Regions from separate parts of the Mus musculus genome. Here region 1 is linked to region 2. Evidence: chromatin contacts called from public promoter capture Hi-C data. All regions are on one chromosome and are shown on one strand. Each heading gives the region's core, a stretch centred on a gene start, on an enhancer-like site or on the middle of the called end of the contact. The rest is flanking DNA. Distances are from core to core; before and after follow the strand shown.

Evidence for each region. Promoter capture Hi-C pulls out the DNA fragments that hold promoters and counts their contacts.
Region 1: a contact with region 2 is called in a promoter capture Hi-C map of cranial neural crest. The contact joins the enhancer-like site here to the promoter of Asb13 in region 2. A contact is called at or near these places in 9 of 39 promoter capture datasets (the C10 cell line, cranial neural crest, embryonic stem cells and 6 more), 6 of 115 datasets of contacts at active chromatin or transcription factors (bone marrow-derived macrophages, embryonic stem cells, fetal liver and 3 more) and 2 of 9 other capture datasets (adipose tissue and liver).

Annotation. Positions count from the first base shown.
Region 1 is chr13:3,867,304-3,872,590 of GRCm38.p6, forward strand. No RefSeq gene overlaps it. Among named protein-coding and RNA genes, the nearest start is that of Calm5, 16 kb to the left of the region's middle. Within about 2 kb of position 2,783, at least 6 of the 459 cell types and tissues checked have an H3K27ac peak or open chromatin away from gene starts, as enhancers often do.
Region 2 is chr13:3,632,382-3,637,376 of GRCm38.p6, forward strand. It overlaps Asb13 (ankyrin repeat and SOCS box-containing 13), which reads left to right and starts at 1,651. Exons shown (of 6, transcript NM_178283.4): 1 at 1,651-1,794. The coding sequence starts at 1,752.

The DNA.
Region 1 (5,287 bases), core at 1,533-4,032, 240 kb after region 2:
GGTTGGTCCTGTTTGGGGAGAGTCCACCCGGCCTGATAGTCTGGAGGGATCTCAACCAGGCTGGCTCAGAGCCCTGGGAGATAAGTCATCAGGAGGGGAGAGGATGGGGTGTTCCTCCATGCCTTGCGGGCTCTCTGTTTTAACTGGCATTACCACCAGGCTCTTTACCTCAAAGATCTCAGCATAACTGTCAGCCTCTTAGATTGGCCGGACAGACCCTTTAATAAGAGCTGTCATCTTGCTACTCTTTATTGTAAGGCCAGACTTAACACTGCCAGGGCCTCCTCTGCCTTTTTTTTTTTTTCTTGTTTCTCTATGACTTTGTCACTCCCACTGGCACATGAGCAACGGGATGGCTTGTCTTTGCTCTGTCAGCTTATCCCAATGCCCAAGATTCGGCTCTATTTGACAAAAAACCTTGGAGATCTCCTTTGCTCTCCTTCTGAGTCTACCCAGACAAGAATGTCAAGAAGACCTATTGTGTGTGTGGTAGTGGAGATATTGGGAAAGGATTCAGCTAGCCTGGAGAAGACCTGTACAACAGTAATGGGACTGAATGAAGAGCAGCTGCCTTGGGAGGCAATTCCTACCTGCGTCCCGTAGCCTGCAGGCTAAAATCAGGACTGTTTGTGGAAGTTTCTTCTGGGTGCTGTGTACTAAGTCAGCACAAGGATAGGGGTGCATGGTCCCTTAGGCAGTGGGTAGGTAGGAGGGACCATGATAAGGAGGGACCCAAACATCTGTCCTTCTTCTGAGATTCATAGATTATTTCAAGAGCCTTATTTTACTGAAAATAATGAGTGTGCTCTAAATCTCAACATTGAGTTGAGTCTTTGCAGCTACTATAGTTTCTCAGACATATTCTTCTTCACAATTAATGGATGTTAGGATGGGACTTTTGTAATTGAGAGCAATAGGTTCCCCTTTTAATGAACACAAAGTCAAAGATCTGCACAGTCAAGAGAAGTAGAGACTTTTGCAGGAGGTAAGCAAAGCATGGGGCCTGTTTTCAAAGTAATTTTCTCCCTCACCCCATTATGTAAGCTAGGCTGCCAAGTGGACCTGAAGATGACCTTAAAGGTCTGATCCTCTCACCTCTAACTTCCTAGGAAACCAGGCTGAAGTCACCATGCCTTGTTCATGTAGTGTTGGGGCCTGAACTCAGCCAGAGCTTTGTGCATGCTAGGCAAACACTCTACCAACAGAGCTACATCCCCAACTGCTATTCTTATGTTAGAATGCACAACAGATATACTATGTACTCTTTCCATTGGGACTGAAAAGTCCACACCGCCTTTGAGAAAATTCAAGATGTCTGTAAACACCACTTAGTGGAATTCTCACACTTGAGATTTTTTTTTTTTTTTTTTTCCGAGACAGGGTTTCTCTGTGTAGCCCTGGCTGTCCTGGAACTCACTTTGTAGACCAGGCTGGCCTCGAACTCAGAAATCCACCTGCCTCTGCCTCCCAAGTGCTGGGATTAAAGGCGAGTGCCACCACTGACCGGCTGAGAATTTAACAAAAATAAAAAAATAAATAAATAAAAATGAGTTTTCAGTTTGCAGGGAATCTTTGTCAAAATCACTTGTTTGTATAAGATGTTAGTTACTTTCCATGTTGCTATGGTTGCTCTGTTCTTTCTTACATAACATCTGCTTTCCCCTGTCTAGCTGAGAAGTCAGCCACAGCTCCACCATGTGCCCCTTGATTTGTTGCATTAAGGATCCAGCCTGGTGTGGGCAGGAAGGTAACAGAAGGAAGTGAAGAGAAAGGAAAATATTGGTTATGGGGTGGAATTCAATGAGGTGTCACCCACCGACTTCAGTTCAGGAACCAGTTACCTAGAGTGCCCAGCACTTGATACACTCCAATAAACACTCTCATGCAAACATTCCCAGAAAATGGGAAAAAAAAAACCAAGAATGTGGTATATTGTGTATGATATACAATGTAGGGTGAAGTTTGGGGAGAAATAACGAAGGGCAAGCAAGTATGTTCCTTCATCCACACTAGCTTCAAGACAGTCAAGATCACCATCATTACTAGCATGAACAAACTGGACATGTTGCATGGTCAGGCTCATGTTGCCCAGACCCTGTGGTCCAGATGAGGTGGGCGATGTTCTCATTCCTGTGACAGATCATTACTATATTCTTTATGTGAGGGCACAGATGGCTGGATAGATATTTATTCTGAGTCCCTTTACAAACAACTTTGTGGTTCTCAACTTTCTGGTAGTGAGACTCTCAGAGAGTCTCTACATTTCAGCTGCTATTTTGGAGTCTCTTAGTTCATTTGATGTTGCTATCACAAAGTACATGAGTGGCAGGTACTATAAAAAATATGAGGTTTCTTCCATTCACAAATTTGATGGTTGAAGAGGCCACACTAGGCAGCTATTTCTTCTGGTGAGTGCCTTGTGGCCTCTATGATAGCATGGTAGATGGCATCGTGTGGTAGGAGCCTGTGGGAAAGCAGTTAGGGATGCCTAAGAAAGACACTGAACATTTTGTGAGGTGGCCTTGTTTCATAACAACTCACTCCCAGCAACGAATCCAACCCTAAGAGACATAACCCACTCCTTTAGGATGTGCATTAATTCCTACTGTGAATGGTAGCCCTTGACCAAATCAGGCCTCAGGGTTTTGGGAATTGGTTTTTGTATATAAGTGGAATGTATATATGTGTGTATATATGTTGGCATGAGTATGAACCCAGGTGTGTATGGAGGCCTGAAGTTGATGTTAAGTATGTTTGTCATTGCTCTCTACTGTGCTTACTGAAGTAGGCCTCTCACTGAACCTCACTGGGCCTCATTGTGAGTCAGCTTGCCCTAGGAATCCTCCAGCTCTGTTTTTTAAGTGTTGGGATTCCAAGAAGTCCTTGAGCCTGCCTAGTTCTATGCAGATTCTGGGGTTCCAAATTGAGGTCCTCACACTTGTACAGCAAGAACTTTAGCCACTGGTCTGCTAGATATCTCCACCTTTTAAAGGGTCCATCACCTCTCCAGATCATTACATTGGGGCTATGCTTCTACCACAGGCTCTCAGGGGCATAAACTATATCTAAACCATAGTAGAAATTACAGCAGCAACTTCCTGCAGCCAAATAGGATTCTAGCCTGTGCTGCTGGAAAATGTTCACTTATGGAAGCCTGGGTGGAGGCTAGTTACCTTCACGGGGCTGCTCCATTTCTTTCTCTAGGTTTTCCATAAGGCAGAAGGGGATTTCCTATCGGGAACCACTATGATATCTGTCTCAGCCAGCAGGAGGGGATTTTGGAAACAGGGTCCTTTATCTCACTCAAAACACAGTGCTGGTCTCTTCTTGTATGGGCTGGCTGTGGAAAAAAAAAAATAAAGGTCATTTAAAGCATCTATACTTGTAGACCAGGGAATTGTGGTTTTTGTGTATGTTATAATTATTGCAGGAAAGTGCCAAGAGCAGTTGGGAAGGAGACATGAGGTTTGTAATCAAGATGGCAGCCCCAGAAAGACTGCAGAGATGTTCAGATGCAGTTTTCTCCAAACTGGGGACAGTAGTGGCCTCTAAGGTGATTTGAGGGCTCACGTGGGCAAACAGAAAAGAGGCGTGCGGATCTTACAGTATGAAATCAGCAAATGTAGCCAGATCTTATTAGCATGATTTTGTCTGCAGTAGGTTATTGTTGCTTGCTGTAGGTTATTGTTACTCTTTTCTTCTATTTTTAGTAAAGGAAACTAGCTTTTCACTTATAACAATGACATACAGCGTTCTTTTAAAAATACATTTCTTAAAAACGGGAAGTGTAGATGAAAAAATGTCAAGGAGATAATGTATTTTAAAGGTGAAAGTGTAATTGTGCTACTCCAATGAATGTGCTTTTAAAAATAAATAATCCCAATCTCTCCTGCTCCTGAGAAAGGTTAAGGCCAGGGCCACAGAAGGAGGGCTGAGGGTGGCTGGCCAGGGTCTCCTGGAGAGAGACAGGATGTAAGGGATGTGGAACAGCTAAGGTCATGAGTTTCCCACTTCTGACTTTGGTCCTTCACACTGTACCCCAACTTGGCTCCTGGCACACCTCCAGGAAGGTGTCTCAAAGGGGTCACAGAAATACTTGTTTCCTGTCCATTGCTCAAATCCAGTCAGAGGTCATGACCTGTCTCACTAGTGGTACAGATCTGTGGCCCCAGCCACGGAAGGGACTTCATGAAGCATCTATTGCAAACTTTCTGATTCATTTCACCTAAGCTTTCCCAGAATTCTTTGATACCTCAAAATTGCTTTGTGTTGCTCATCAAAAAAGGTATAGCAAGTCACTTTTTATGTGTGACCTGCCAATTTTCAGCATACCCAAGGGGACTCAGGGATAAGGGGCCTTTGGAGCTTGACACTGTTTGGCCTGAATAAAAAAAGGAGAGATACTTTTGTCCTTCAGGTCCAGGGAAATTTGACTTGAAGAACAATTTAATGAAAAGAAGAACCTGGGGTAGATATCCAACCAATCTCAACAGCAGCTGAGTCATCTGGTAACATGTGTGAATTCTGAGGGCAGGTGACTGGAATAATGCCTTCTAGAAGTATTATTATGCCCTAGAAGTTGCTCAGGATAGACGTTTCTGAGGGAGGTGGCTGGGGAGATCTCTCAGTCAGTAAGGCGCTGGCCATGTAAGTACGGAAGATATGAGTTCAATCCCCAGCAACTACACAGGTAAAAGGCTGAGTGTGATAGGGTGCACCTGTAATTTATGCTAGACAAAGGGTAGACAAATGGATGCCTGGGGCTCAATGTCCCAAAGAAAGAACCTGTCTCAAAAAACAAGGTGGGTGGTTACTAAAGAACAATACCTATGGTTGATTAGTTGGTTGGTTGAGTGTTCTCCCTCTCCTCCCTCTCCCTCTCCCCCCTCTCCCCACCCCACACCTCCCTTGAAGGATGTGATTTTTCCAAGGCCAGTCCTTCTCTCTGCATCTTATATTTTTTGCAGGTGTGAGACCCAGTATGAGTGTAGATAAGACAGGCTATCTAAATGTATGGGCTCCCCAGGGCCTCAACAGACATTTGTAGAGGACTAATAGCCACTCAAGGTGTGAGGCCAACATACTTCTGAAATCCTGAGCCTAGGACCAAGTGAACTGTATGCTTTCTTGGAGGGATCCTGGAGGACAGGCAAACATGGGGGGCCATGACCACCCCTGGAGGCCTAAGATCTTCAGATCACAGGAGTCTACAGCCAAGCCAATGATTTAGCCCATGTTTAGTTGTATGGATTAATATCTGTATGGAAGAGGTCTCTTGGTTAGGGAG
Region 2 (4,995 bases), core at 401-2,900:
CGAAAAACCAAAAAAAAAAAAAAAAAAAAAAAAAAAAGAAAAGAAAATGGAAAAAAAATGATTGCTTAGGAAACCTATAACAAACATTTATATAACACATGTACAATATACATGTATATATTCATATGTGTTCGATATAGCCTATATTCACATTTGCAGAATCCGTGTCAGGAAAGAAATGCTGAAGAAAATACAAACATGCAGACCTACCACACAGACAAGAAGGAATACCGAATCACAGAATCTCACTGCAAATGTGTGAAAATGAAGCCTATTTTTATCTGCCTAAAAACGTAGAAAACTTGCAAAGAAGCATGTGCAAGACCTGAGAGATGGCTCGGTCGTGGGCTTGCTGAGCCATCTGACAGGACCAGAGCTTGGATTCTCAGAGCTCAAGAAAAACTGGGCAATGTAAGCTGTCATTCATAATTCCAGCAGTCTTGCACCGTGATGGGAGGAGGAAGTGGACGGCTCTCTGAGAGCCCACAGGCCTGCCAGGTGCAGCGGTGAATAGGAGACCCCGTCTCAAACAAATCAGAAGGTCCTCAAGGACTAACACGGACTGTATCCTCTGACCTGCAAACACACATGTAGTCACATACACTCACATATACATCAAACAAAGCAAAACCAAAACAAATGCCCCTGCAAAACAAAACAAACAAAAACAAAACCACAAGAGCCAAAATTTGATAAACAAATGGCCAAATAGATACAGATCCTTTTACTAAAAGATTTGGAATTTTATTCCAAGGTTTATTCCAGAAGTTCGGGTTCCCAACAGATACCATTCAAGGTCTCCTAAACCTGTGGTCCAAGGTGCAGATGAAGTTTCCGGCCATCCAAGCATCCTTACCTCAAAGGATGACTTCTAGTGCTATTTCCAGTGATTCTGATGTTATCATGTTCAAGTCACGTTGTATTTCCTCCGTGAGCCTCTGTACTGGTCAAGATGAGAGTGTCTCCCAAGTATCTCACGTTTTTGGTTGACCTGGAACCCCCTGGGAAGACTGGTTTCTCCTTTCTGCTAGGTTGCTCATAGAGCTCCAACTCCTTCTGCTAAACTGGTTAGTGAAACACCTGATTAAAACCATTCACCAAGAAACGTGGTTTTCTTCAATGAATACCAGCTATTTGAAAGTTAAGATTTATTTTGAAAGAAAGAAAGAGAGGGAGGGAGAGAGGAAGGGAGGGAGAGAGAGAGAGAGAGAGAGAGAGAGAGAGAGAGAGAGGAAAGAAAGAAAGAAGTTAGGCATTTTGATCACCATCTTCAGTGAAAACGTTTTCTTCAAAGTTTCAGGCATGAAGAGACTGAATACTTTGCTCAGCGGGATCAGTGTAAACCACAGAAGGCCAGTTTTGGCAGCTAAACACTTTTTGCACATGGGCACGCGTTTGAGGAGCTAAACATTTTGCATACGAACGTATCTTTTAGCTAGGACACCGGGATTTAAGCTTTTCTGCCAAACACAGGAGTTGTTAATGGACGTATATTCACTGGTGTCAACACGGACACATATTTTGCACTCTTCTGATTTGCATGTCACCCTTCAGCAGTGACAGCGGAGTGGGGACGCTCAGGTGGCACGCGGCGGATACAGAAACTACAACTCCCAGCGGTGGCCATGGTAGCAATCAGGCCCCGCCCAGCGGCCTGCGCTCCGGGGTAGGTCTCGGTTTAGGTCCCGGCTCAGGTCCCAGAGCTCTGAGTCACAAGGCCGGTAGACAGGGGAGCCCAGCGGGCGAGCAGCATGGAGCCGCGCGCCGGGGACGGCTGCTTCCTGGGAGATGTGGGTACGTGTTTCGCGCCGCAACCGCCAAGGACACCACACCGGGGCTGGAGTCAGGACCAGGAGATCAGCACTTGGGGACAGAGCAAGCTCATGGGTGGCCTTTGTCCCAGAGATGGGCATCGCGCGCCGTTCCAAGTTGGTGGTCAGAGGCGTTGGGGTGGGGTGTAGTGATTCGAGTAGGGCCCGGACGATCCTGGTCATCTCAGACCGACGTTTAATGTCTGTCGCCCTGTTTCTAGCCGGTGCACTGTGCAGCTGGTCTTCTCTGTGATGCACCAGGTATGGGATTCAGAACCGCCAGTCTACCAGAGCACCGCACACTTTGGGGAGCATGCGGGGTCGTTGCCCAATTCACCCGCAGAGTCTGGAAAGTGTACACTGGTTGGCAGCCTCATCCGGAGCCTACTGCGGTCACTGCACCACGTTTGGTGCAGTGAATTGCTTGCGGGGCTTAAAGCATCCTACACATACCCTGTAGGTTGCAGCAGCTGCAACCAGGGAGTCTGCTCCAGAATGAGGTCATGGCCCAACACTGGGACATACCTGGTGCTGAAGAAGTGTCCTCTGTACCTTTGGGCTGTTTTAATCCATAAAATGAATTTGAAGGCAAAGGAGCATTCTTTGGAGAAGTACATTTTTTTTCTTGTTTACAAAATAATAATATGGTAAATAGAAAGGACAATGACATTGTGCTTCAATAGCTTGAAAATAAATAGAAGAAAGAAAGCCAAAATGTTCCTTTATGTGAGTTAAAAAAAAAGTAATGTAAGCCGGGCATGATGGCGCACGCCTTTAATCCCAGCACATGGGAGGCAGAGGCAGGAGGATTTCTGAGTTCGAGGACAGCCTGGTCTACAAAGTGTGTTCCAGGACAGCCAGGGCTACCCAGAGAAACTCTGTCTCAAAAACCAAAAAAAAAAAGTAATGTAAAGAAAATCGAGTTAATTTAGCTGCAATTTATTATGATTGTAATTACAATCATAACAAGGTAGATAGATCTTTTAATTGATTTCTTCAAAACAAACTCCTTCAGAACAATCAAAGCCTCTTTAATAAGCACCTGTTTTTCTTGGCACCCTTGGCTGGCACAAGACTTTGACCCTGATAGCGTGGTCACTATTTGATTCGTGTGACTAGGCAGTGGATGGCTAACCACAGAAGCCTACTAAGCATACATTTTTTTGTTCAGATAGGGGTTAGTCTGGCATCAGAGCCTGGCATGAGGGCTCTTACCTGTAATCCTAACCCTCAGAAAGTAGAGACAGTGGGGCTGTGAGTTCTAGGCCAACCTAGGCTATATGTCACAATATTTTCTCTAAATATTTTTTAAAAACACCACTCCCAAGTATATTTTCTGCATAGCTTGTGGAGAAATCTTTTTTTTTTTTTTCCTAGACGGGGTTTCTCTGTGTAGCCCTGGCTGTCCTGGAACTCACTCTGTAGACCAGGCTGGCCTCGAACTCATAAATTCGCCTGCCTCTGCCTCCCGAGTGCTGGGATTAAAGGCATGCGCCATCACTGCCCAATGAAAATCATATTCTTGATTAGCGGGTGTTAGGGTTCTTGGCTATTTTTGACACTGTAATTTAAAAAATTTAATATGTGTCCCCAAAAATGTGCCCTGCTGGTATTTGTATTTCTGGCTTAAACTGAAGGTGCTGGATCCAAAACAGTACCACTGTTCCAGTAAAAGTGGAACCCACCACAGGGAACTTTAACTGTAATATTCTGACTTCTAATATTATATTCCTGCTGAATGGTAACCAGAATATTTATGTATAGCACTTTTAGATTACTTTCATTTGCTTATGTAATTTTCTCTCGATTTCATGAGGTCTTTTTTTTTTTTTTTTTTTCCTCGAGACAGGGTTTCTCTGTGTAGCCCTGGCTGTCCTGGAACTCACTTTGTATACCAAGCTGGCCTCGAACTCAGAAATCCGCCTGCCTCTGCCTCTGCCTCCTGAGTGCTGGGATTAAAGGCCTGTGCCACCACACCTTGGCTTCATGAGGTCTTTGGAGAGAAAGGAAAGAAAAGATCTTCCATGTGTTATTAGGAACCCTCTGGCTTTACCATTTTTATCCCTGTGACATGTTCAGTCTTAGCAAGGATTCAGGATGCTTTTCAAGGCTTAGAATGAAACTTTGAATGGTTAGAATGAAAACGTGGGGCTGGTGAGATGGCTCATCGGTTAAGAGCACTGACTGCTCTTCCGAAGGTCCTGAGTTTGAATCCCAGCAACCACATGGTTGCTCACAACCATCTGTAATGAGATCTGACTCCCTCTTCTGGAGTGTCTGAAGACAGCTACAGTGTACTTACATATAATAAATAAATAAATCTTTAAAAAAAAGAAATTGTTTAATAAAAACAGGAATTCAAAGAGAACTTGTTGACAAACAAGCTTGAAAGCATACCGGAGGCCGAAAAAGTTTAAAGAAAATAATAGTCAAGTAATAAACACGTTTATGAACAAAACAGCACGTTAATATCTTTTCTGTAACATGGCCCTGTGAAAAGTCACCTCCTTCACAAGAAAACTAAGGTGGCTGGTTGCCAATGAAGCCTTTTCTCAAGTTCTTCAGAATGAAGAAAATAAGCCAGGCCTGAAAGTTCTTACTGGTAATCTCAGCTAGGTGGCCCAGATACGCTGTGAATTTAAGGCCAGCTCAGGCTACTACCAAGGACCTCTCTCAAAAAGTAAAAAAACAAACAAGAAAAGATACTTGGCTTGAAGCCCAGGCTCGCTGTGTTTTGTGATCGAACTGTGGGAACTAAGGGAGTGTACCCTCACTTAATAAACATACCAGGATGACTAAAGGCAGGGAAGGAGGGCGATCACGTGTTCTAGGTGTTCTAAGTGAGCTCCTTTTCAGCAGGGAGAGGAGTCGCTCTTTCTGCGCCCCGCCCGCCTGTCCGCCCGGTTTGGTTTCCTTGTTCTTTTAACTTAGTTGCCAATCTGTTTCACTTTCCCCTACTCTCTTTCACTTTCTTTTCTTTACTTAGTCTTTCAAGTTGCTGCTCCCTGCCCCTCTTTGAAGGCAAACATTTTATTTTATTTTTTACCTCATTGTATGTTTTTAAAAAAAATATAGACTGTGGGAGTAGTTGGGTTGGTCAGCAGGGGGAGGGGGAGGGGGAGGGGATAGCAGAGGGGATAACATTTGAAATGTAAATAAAGAAAATATCTAAAAAACAACATAG